3 separate regions of the Sus scrofa genome follow, and all the other regions are linked to region 2. A link is a contact called in public HiChIP or PLAC-seq data. All regions are on one chromosome and are shown on one strand. Each heading gives the region's core, a stretch centred on a gene start, on an enhancer-like site or on the middle of the called end of the contact. The rest is flanking DNA. Distances are from core to core; before and after follow the strand shown. Region 1 overlaps LPP (lipoma-preferred partner). Region 2 overlaps LPP (lipoma-preferred partner). Region 3 has its middle 190 kb from the start of BCL6.

Region 1 (2,700 bases), core at 83-2,582, 250 kb after region 2:
CTTTATGACAACTTGTGGCTAGCACAGTAATGGCCCCAAAGATGTTAACAGCCTAATCTCTGGAAGCTGTGAATATGTCCAATAACATGGCAAAGGGAATAAATTTTGCAAATGGAATTAAAGGCCTTTCGTCCTGAGGGGTCCTTAGAAATGGATGATGGGGCTAGAAGAAATCTTTGGAGTGATACAATTTGAGTAAAAACGCCATAGCCTTTGCTGGCTTTGAACATGGCAGAAGGGGAGCACAAGCCAAGGAATGAGGGTAGCCTTTAGAAGCTGGAAAAGTAAAGACATGGTTTCTCCTTAGAGATCTTGCAAGGAAAGCACACATATTGACACCTTGATTTTAGCCAAGTGGGATTCATGACAGCCTTCTTATTTATAGCAATGTAAGATAATAATAATAAATTTTCAGCGCTTTTCAGTAATTGTTTCTGGTAAGTTTTGCAGCAACAATAGAAAACAAATACATTATTATATTGATATTATTTGTTTATGTGTCTATTCTCTCCTCTAGACAATAAATTTCTCAAAGGCAACAATGTTGTCATATAAAAAAAAAAACCTAAAAACTTAGCACTATTCTACATTAAAGAAATAAAATTTACTGTCGAACCTTGGAGAGGTCTAGTATTTACTCAGTGTGAACACTATATATGACTAGTCCTGCCCTAATTATTAGGCTCTGAATTTTTTTTACTCCCTAGGAACACTGTTTAACCTTACTGAATCTTAAGTTTCTCATCTGTACAAGGAGTTCAAGGGCCAGATCAGGTTTGCCATATTTTTCTGAGAGTCCAAATGGAACTACTCAGTTCTGCCAACTGAACACAAAGGCAGCCATAGGCGATAAGTGAATTAATGACTATAGCTGTTTTCCAATAAAACTTTATTTATAAAACAGGAGATGGTCTGCATTTGGCCATTGTTTGCTGACCCTATACTAGCAGAACCTCCTATTCCATTCTGATTCCTTTCTAATCTGATACTTTTGTGAGTTTATATAGAGTTAGTGCCATTAGTGCCGTTAGTGTCAGCTAAGCCATGGAAGTGTCAGTGGGACTTGGTGAAGTAACTCAAGTAATGAGATGGGTCTGTTTGTAAGAAGAAGCAAGATATTGCCGAATCAAGGGCCAGGAAGGGAACTGCCATCATGTCCCTGGCAAACAGACCTGGGACAAATGCTCTTAAGGATGAGACATAAGGAGAACCTTGAATGCCAAGGCTGAGCTCACTGAACTTGAAACTCAGAGAAGTGGAACTACTGTTGCAGGAATAAAAGGGAGCCATAAATCCTTTGCCCTCTGGAATGAAAGGCCTTCCGAGGCAGCTGGCCAAATGAAGCAGGAGGAGGGGGTGAGGTTTGCACTCAGCTAAATTATGTCTTTGGGCAGCCAGACCAGGTCTGCTAAAATAACAAGGTGCTTGAACTTCTGCCCAGAATACGTCATCAAACTTTGCATTTGGGACAGTCTTCTATCACATGACTTCCTAATCTGAGCAAGGGAAGAAAGCAGAGTGAATGAAATACAAAGAATGAGGTTTTTCTTGGAGTGCCTCCCTGGAGACAAAACTTGACTTTTCAGGAGATTACTTTTTGAATTCTCTGTTCTAATTAAACAAACAAACAAAATATAAGTTCATGGATCTAACAGATTTTGCAGCATCTAATAAGATTTTGGAGGCCTTTTGAAGTTTGCTCATGATGTGAGACTTGCCCATTGCAGGTATTGGGTGTGGGTTTATAGGTAAACATGGGCCAAGAAGAGCCCATCCAGAACTAAGAAAAGGCACAGGGATTTGAGGATGTCCTTGTTTGTCTGACTGCCTGGTTGTGGTGGTTGTTTTGCCTTAGCTATTTTGCTGAGTTTTCGGGACAAAACCAAACTGTTTGATTGCTTCATCACAATAGCTTGTTTAGGTCTTACAAATTGTTCAAGATCAGTTTGTCCATAATAAAAGTGACCTAGTAATATCCCCAGACCCAGTCACAGAAGCACTTGATGTGCCAAGTTAGTGCCACCTCAGGGCTCTTTATGTGGTCCCTCTCCAAGATTTCTAAACATTCCAGAGAAAGCACAATGCTTGTTTATTTGGCTGCTAGGTCTTCATTTTGCTTTTGTTTTAGTTACACTCCTATGCCTCTCTCTCCCTTTCCCTCCCCCTCCCTCTTTCTCTCATTATATATACACTTATTTTTACATTGAGAGCCACTCAGATTTTCCCTTTAAGGAATAATTTAAATTGGTTAGGATTCAACTTATGGTTGTCAAGAATCCATGCATATACCCACTTGGAAGATATTTTCTTACCTCTTCTCCATCTCAACTCTCTGAGGCATGGGAAGAGGTGCTTTGGGACTGGAGTGATGAATTGTACATGGTATGTGCCCTCAAGGAACACTTTGTGCAGGTAAATGGCTACTGTATTCTCAATAAGATGTATGGTGAACATGCCCTAGCAGGGCTCCAGAGGGTGAGAGTTGGGAAGGTTCTTTTGTTGGGGGCAGCCAAGGGAGGCTTTGTAGGGTTGGCAGGTGACCTGGGCCTCTGAGAACAGTTAGGGGTGTGAAATGAAGACGTGGTGGAGAGGAAGGTCCTGATACAGGGAAAATCCTGAGCAAGTTCTTGGAGTCAAGGAAGGTAGTCAGACAGACGACTGGGTAAATGGCTTAGCAAAGTGAGCATTCTGAAGTGGAGA
Region 2 (2,700 bases), core at 127-2,626:
TCCTGTTGCAGATCATTAAAGATGGGTGAGAGAATGCCTGGGAAGTTCCCTTAAACTCACTGGCTGGAAAGTTTTGAAGAATTCATGGAAAATTCTAATGGGAGTATCTGGGCATCTGGTAGCCAGGTGGACACTTGCTAATGTGTAGTAGACTTACAAACGTGGGCCAAGGCCTGTAAGGCACAGCTATATTTAAGGAGTATCAGTATCAACCTTGGTTCCAATTTCATGATGTCCAAATAAAGGGCCAGGAGTGTCCATGTGTCTACAAAAGGGGTTTGGGTGAGAGGAACTGACCGGTGGGTGTGATGTAGGAAGAACAATGCTCAGACTGTGTTTTTTAGTTGAACACCATACCTCTGGATTTCTTTTTTGTATGGGATAGCGTCCCTAAATCATGGAGTTGCCACATGTAATGGGGAAACTGGTACATCCAGTACCTGAATTGGATCCTAAATCTTTGTTTCATGCAAGATCGTGATTTAGTCCTATTTGAAGCCTCCCCTCCCCAGTGTCTCTTCTCTTTCCCAAACAGAGGAAATCTGACATCACCCCTGTCCAATTTATGAGGAAAGTTTTGGGTGGATATGCAGGGAAAATTAGCTGATAGACATAGACTGCAGAAGGTAGGTCTCCCTGTGCTGTGTTTTGAGAGACAAGTGCCAGGCAGAGTTGCTGTCCTGGGAAGCCTGGCTATATTTGGATGGTCTCAGGTGGGTGGATGCTGAGATGTGAGAGATAAGGGTGTGAGGCCAGAGCTGCTGAGTCCCCAGGCTTGTAGTGATGGAGCTCAGACCTATGGGTTTTTGGTGGGTCATGCTGTACAATTCTTTCCTACTTAAAACAAGGGCTGTGTGGAGTATAGACTTTGGTAGATGAATGCCTAGCCAGGGCCCAAGTTTTAAAAGGTTCTAAACCCTGAGGTGGTGACAGCTAAGGTGCTGGATGGTATAAGAAGGAAACATTAAACACCGGCACAGGTGCAGTGTGGAATTTTGGAAATCCCTAAAAATGGAAATCTGTGAGAGTGCTGTTTTGGGCTCTGGGAAATATTCACACAGCGACACTGGCCTATCTCCTTAGCCCTCTCTATAGAGACACCTTTTATTCCTGTTCTTTTGATGACAAAGGGAGAAAAGGCTTTAATTTACAAGCTAAGGTGGACTGGATTTGAATTTGTGCCCTATTACCCCACAGCTCCATGACCTTGGGAAGGTTGTTTCTCCTCCCTGAGCTCCAAATTCTTCATCTGAAAAGCAGGGAAAAACTTTACCCTATAGGATGGTTGTAGGTCTTGGAGAGAAAGTTGGCCAGGAGTGCTGTGTGCTCTAAGTTCCATTTGTGCCCAGTCTCCCCTGTTGGCTCCCTGAGGTCAAGAATCAGGTCTGACTCATCCCTGCCCTCCCTGTAGCACTGAACACATGCCTGGTGCATAGGAGCGCCCAGTAGATGGGTCCTAAGTGACTGAAAAAAGGAGTGTTTGGTCTGATGGCTGGCATTCCCCTGGTCTTAGAAACCAGAGAGGAGAGAAAAATGGTTTAGGAATGGAGAGTCAGGCCTGCGGGTTCCTGTTTCCTCATTCAGGGTGCGGTTGGGGATTGCCCGGAGCCACAGTTCCTTGAGACTTACCACCTCAGGCCTAAATCTGCCTCCTTTAATTACCTCCTTTCCAGGGAACAGGAGTCCTTGTTGTCTGCCCAGAAGCAGCTAATTATAGCTCCAACCTCTAGGCCCTGGTGTGCTTCTAGGCCACAGGACTGTGCAGCCTGAGCTGTCTGTTGATTTTGGGGTTTCCTTGGGGATTCTGTACATTTTCAAGTTTTCATTGGGGTCTGCCTTTTATTTTGAAGCCAGTGAAGAAAGTTGAGGGGCATAGAGTGTTCACAATTTTATAGGAAGATGTTTAGGAGAGAGTTAAAGAGCTTGGGGAGAGAAGGGGAGAGGGGAGTTTTAAAAAGCCGGCAACGTGACTTAAAAGGGGGATCTTGTGCATTTAATGTTTCCACAAGAGTGACATTTCATAATGGTTTTCCCAAGAAAGTCCCTTCACATTTGATCTTGGTGACCTCTGGGTCATGCTCTTTGAAACAAATTCCTTTTTCCTTTGAAATGATATTTTTATTATTTAAAAAGATTTTAAAAGATGTTCAAATAAATGCTCATAGTAAAGATAAAATACTATAAAACAATTATTTAAAAAACCCAAAAAACTAGGAAGAATTTCTTGTCCCATTTCCCCCCCACCCTAAATCCCTTCCCCACATGTAACCACTTTTTGTTTTTAATTCTTCTAGTGGTTATTGTCATATCTCTAAACAATGTGCCTATGTCTTTAGTTTTTGAGTTGTTAATATGAGATGTACCTATTGGTTTTTATTATAGGTAAGAATTAGCTCATATGCACACTGGTACTTCCCATCTCCCTTCTCAAATTTTGATAGCTGGATCACTTCTTTCACTCTCTGGGTTAGTTTCCTTTATAAACTTATATAATATGTACAAATCTCCATTTCTTGGCATATCAGCTTTTGACAGTACTTCTTCACCCCCCATTTTGCAAGATGAAGATGTTGAGGTTTCTCCCTACTTTCCTCTCCCACTTTTACAATTTGTCAGTTATGTTTGTTACCCTTTGCATCTCCACCTTTTATAACAACATTCATGTCTGCATGTACTTTTATATAGTTTTGTAATCATAGT
Region 3 (2,700 bases), core at 184-2,683, 240 kb before region 2:
CCTGCTGTGAGACGGAAGCCATGGATGTTGCCCGTGAGGGACCCGAGGGAAGGTGGGGCAGGGGGAGCGGTGGCAGAACGTGCTGCGCAGCTCCAGGGGAGTATGTGAAGGGGATGCGAATCACAGATATTTATAATTGCAGCAAACTGAGACTGCGGGCCACCAAGCACTTCCTCTGGAAATCCTGAAAATCTGCCGCCATGGGGCTGTGCCCAGATCCCAGCTGGAGGTAGACTTCTCTCTTCTCAGCTCCTGCCAGGCTGGTCTTCTTACAACAAACTCTAGATCCTTCCTTAATTCTACCTAGGAGGATAGGAGACAGCTCCCCACCCTCCTGCCCTCCCTTTTAAAGAACCCCCACACCAAGCCCTAAACTCCCAGGTCACGGCAAGCTCCCTTTTAGTCCTCAGTGCCTCATCAGGCAGTCCTGTCAAGACCAGACCCCAGAGCTGAGAAGCAGCTTGGGAAATATAATCCAATTTCCACTAGTCACCTAACATGGCCCCTCATTTATGGATCCAGCCGACGCCAGGCTTGTGCTGGGCATCTGGGGAGCTAATGGAAAGGCTGGGCAGGGGCTGACCTCAGAAGGAGAGAGGGAAAAAGACCAGCCGCAGAATTTCCTCTTCTACCAAAGAATGGGAAAGATCACATTGATTCCCACCTTTTCTTCTTTCTTTAAATACAAATGGAGCTTCTTTTTCAAATGTTATCTTTTAAGGGACCCCATCTATACAACTGGAAAGCACCTATCCCTCAGGTACTTCACAGGGATCCTATAACCGTGCTTCTCAAACTTTAATGCACGTGTGAATCCACAGTGGATCTGGTTAAAAGGCAGATTCAGATCTAGAGGTCTGTGGTGGGATCAGACGTCTGTATTTCTATCAAGCTCCTGGTTGCTGTCAATGCTGGTGGTCCATGGACCACATTTTAAATAGCAACCATTTAGAGCTCTAAGGATTATTGTTTGAAAACCATTCCTCTTTAGGATTGAGAGCTAGTGGGTCTCCCCACTCCCCATCCCTGAATAAATCAAACCAAGTCTCCTGGATTAGTGTCTCCTTCTCTGCTTGAAGTCAGCTTCAGCAGTTAACTCCACACCAAAGTCCTCGGATCACCTCCTTACCTCCTTCTGGCTGGAGGTATCTGTCACCTCCACAAGGCAGGCTGGGAAAATTCCTGAGAGGCTTGGCCACGAGGAAGAGCTTTAAGGTGTGGCCTTCACTCTAACAGGAAAAGTACAAAAAGTTCAGGTTAATCTTCTTCACAGACAGACAGACTAACAGACAGAGAGAAAGATCAAGCCACCGTTCCCACTGGCTTTGAAAAGGATAGCACCTTGTCCCTGTCCTCCCCTCACCCCAGCTGATGAATGATGGGAGTCATTCCCCCTCACACTCTGCCTTCCAGGCCCATCCCCTTCAGGACTGAGATGCTCCCACTGAGGTCAAAGGTATTTTTAGCTCTGTTCGTGTGGGCCCATGCTTGGCCAGTACCCCCTGGACATTCATCTTGGATTCCACAAATGCCAGGTCTCCTAATCCAGGAGGCACAGAGGCAACAGGGGAATCTGAATGCACTGGAAAATGCAAGACATGGCCTTTTGAGGATTTTGTCCACATGCCATGTCTGATAAAGCAACAGTAACACCTAATGCTCAGAAAATGCTTCAGCATTCAGAGTACTTCCACTGGCCTGGCCTCATTTCATCTGCCCAAGAGGCTCATGAGAAAGACAAGACAAAAGAGCTATTCTTACTCTACTTAATGGAAGAGCCAAGTGACTAGCAGGGCAGAGCTAGTAAGTGGCAAACTTGGGTTTTCTGCTTCCAAGTCCAAGCCCAGTACTCTTTCCCATATTCCTGGGAAACCCAGTCTTTTGCTTTTTCTTTAGCTTTGTTTTGGTTTTTGGTTAAACCCTGCAAGAAGTTTAACCTTCTCCAACAGAACTTCATGTTAAAAGCCGGGATCATCCATGCTTTTAAGAAATGGAAGACTAGATATAAGGAAGAAAGAGGCAGTAGATATCAATGGTCCAAGAGGAAGGAGAGGATACACTCAAAATAAGGTGACCAAAGAGAGATTAATTTAAGTATAATTCATAAAGGTTGAGCCAAGGTCAAGGAAAACCAAGAGACAGGGAGGCACCCTGAGGCTAACAATAACCTGGAGCTGTTACTGGTCCTTGGGATGAAAGGGCAAAAGGAGAGATTACCAGAATGTAGCAGAAAAGTAGGCAGTGCTGGGGAGCTGGCAGGGGGCTGCCCAGCTGGAACTGTGGCTTCTGACACTTTGGATGCACCCAACCATTGCCAAGCTACAGCAGGCAGGTAGGGGGCTAGGAAGGAGCCATCCTCACATCTCCTTCTCCCACCCTCCCACCACCTAATCGGTGCCAGGCTGAATCCAACCAGAAGGCAGAGGGCAGGGGAACCTACTGGTCTTCACAAAGGTCAACCTCTTGGAGGTGGGAAACAAGAAGGAAGGAGTGTGAATGTTGCAGGTGAGACAGAAAATGCCCGGCCCAGATTTGCTGGCACCTGCCAGGGGCAGGAAGTTGGTTGAGGGAGGCACAGTCCAGAGTCTGAGGGGGTAGGATTTGAGGGGGGAGTCATAGCCCCCTCTCAGAGTAAAAGACACCCCAGAGCCTAGCTGCAGCTCTCCAAGAACGAATCTGGCCCTGGTCTCAGGGGAGCAC

The links. HiChIP or PLAC-seq counts read pairs in DNA pulled down with a chosen protein or histone mark.
Region 1: an H3K27ac HiChIP or PLAC-seq map of skeletal muscle shows a contact between it and region 2. The contact joins two enhancer-like sites. A contact is called at or near these places in 2 of 2 datasets of contacts at active chromatin or transcription factors (alveolar macrophages and skeletal muscle).
Region 3: a contact with region 2 is called in an H3K27ac HiChIP or PLAC-seq map of skeletal muscle. The contact joins two enhancer-like sites. A contact is called at or near these places in 2 of 2 datasets of contacts at active chromatin or transcription factors (alveolar macrophages and skeletal muscle).

Annotation. Positions count from the first base shown.
Region 1 is chr13:126,067,724-126,070,423 of Sscrofa11.1, forward strand. The region is part of intron 3 of LPP (lipoma-preferred partner); the gene reads left to right. Among named protein-coding and RNA genes, the nearest start is that of MIR28, 210 kb to the right of the region's middle. Within about 2 kb of position 1,333, at least 10 of the 83 cell types and tissues checked have an H3K27ac peak or open chromatin away from gene starts, as enhancers often do. A contact at or near this core is called in skeletal muscle, where this site is marked.
Region 2 is chr13:125,816,750-125,819,449 of Sscrofa11.1, forward strand. All of the region lies in intron 1 of LPP (lipoma-preferred partner), which reads left to right. Among named protein-coding and RNA genes, the nearest start is that of LPP, 36 kb to the left of the region's middle. Within about 2 kb of position 1,377, at least 20 of the 83 cell types and tissues checked have an H3K27ac peak or open chromatin away from gene starts, as enhancers often do. A contact at or near this core is called in skeletal muscle, where this site is marked.
Region 3 is chr13:125,579,033-125,581,732 of Sscrofa11.1, forward strand. No RefSeq gene overlaps it. Among named protein-coding and RNA genes, the nearest start is that of BCL6, 190 kb to the left of the region's middle. Within about 2 kb of position 1,434, at least 3 of the 83 cell types and tissues checked have an H3K27ac peak or open chromatin away from gene starts, as enhancers often do. A contact at or near this core is called in skeletal muscle, where this site is marked.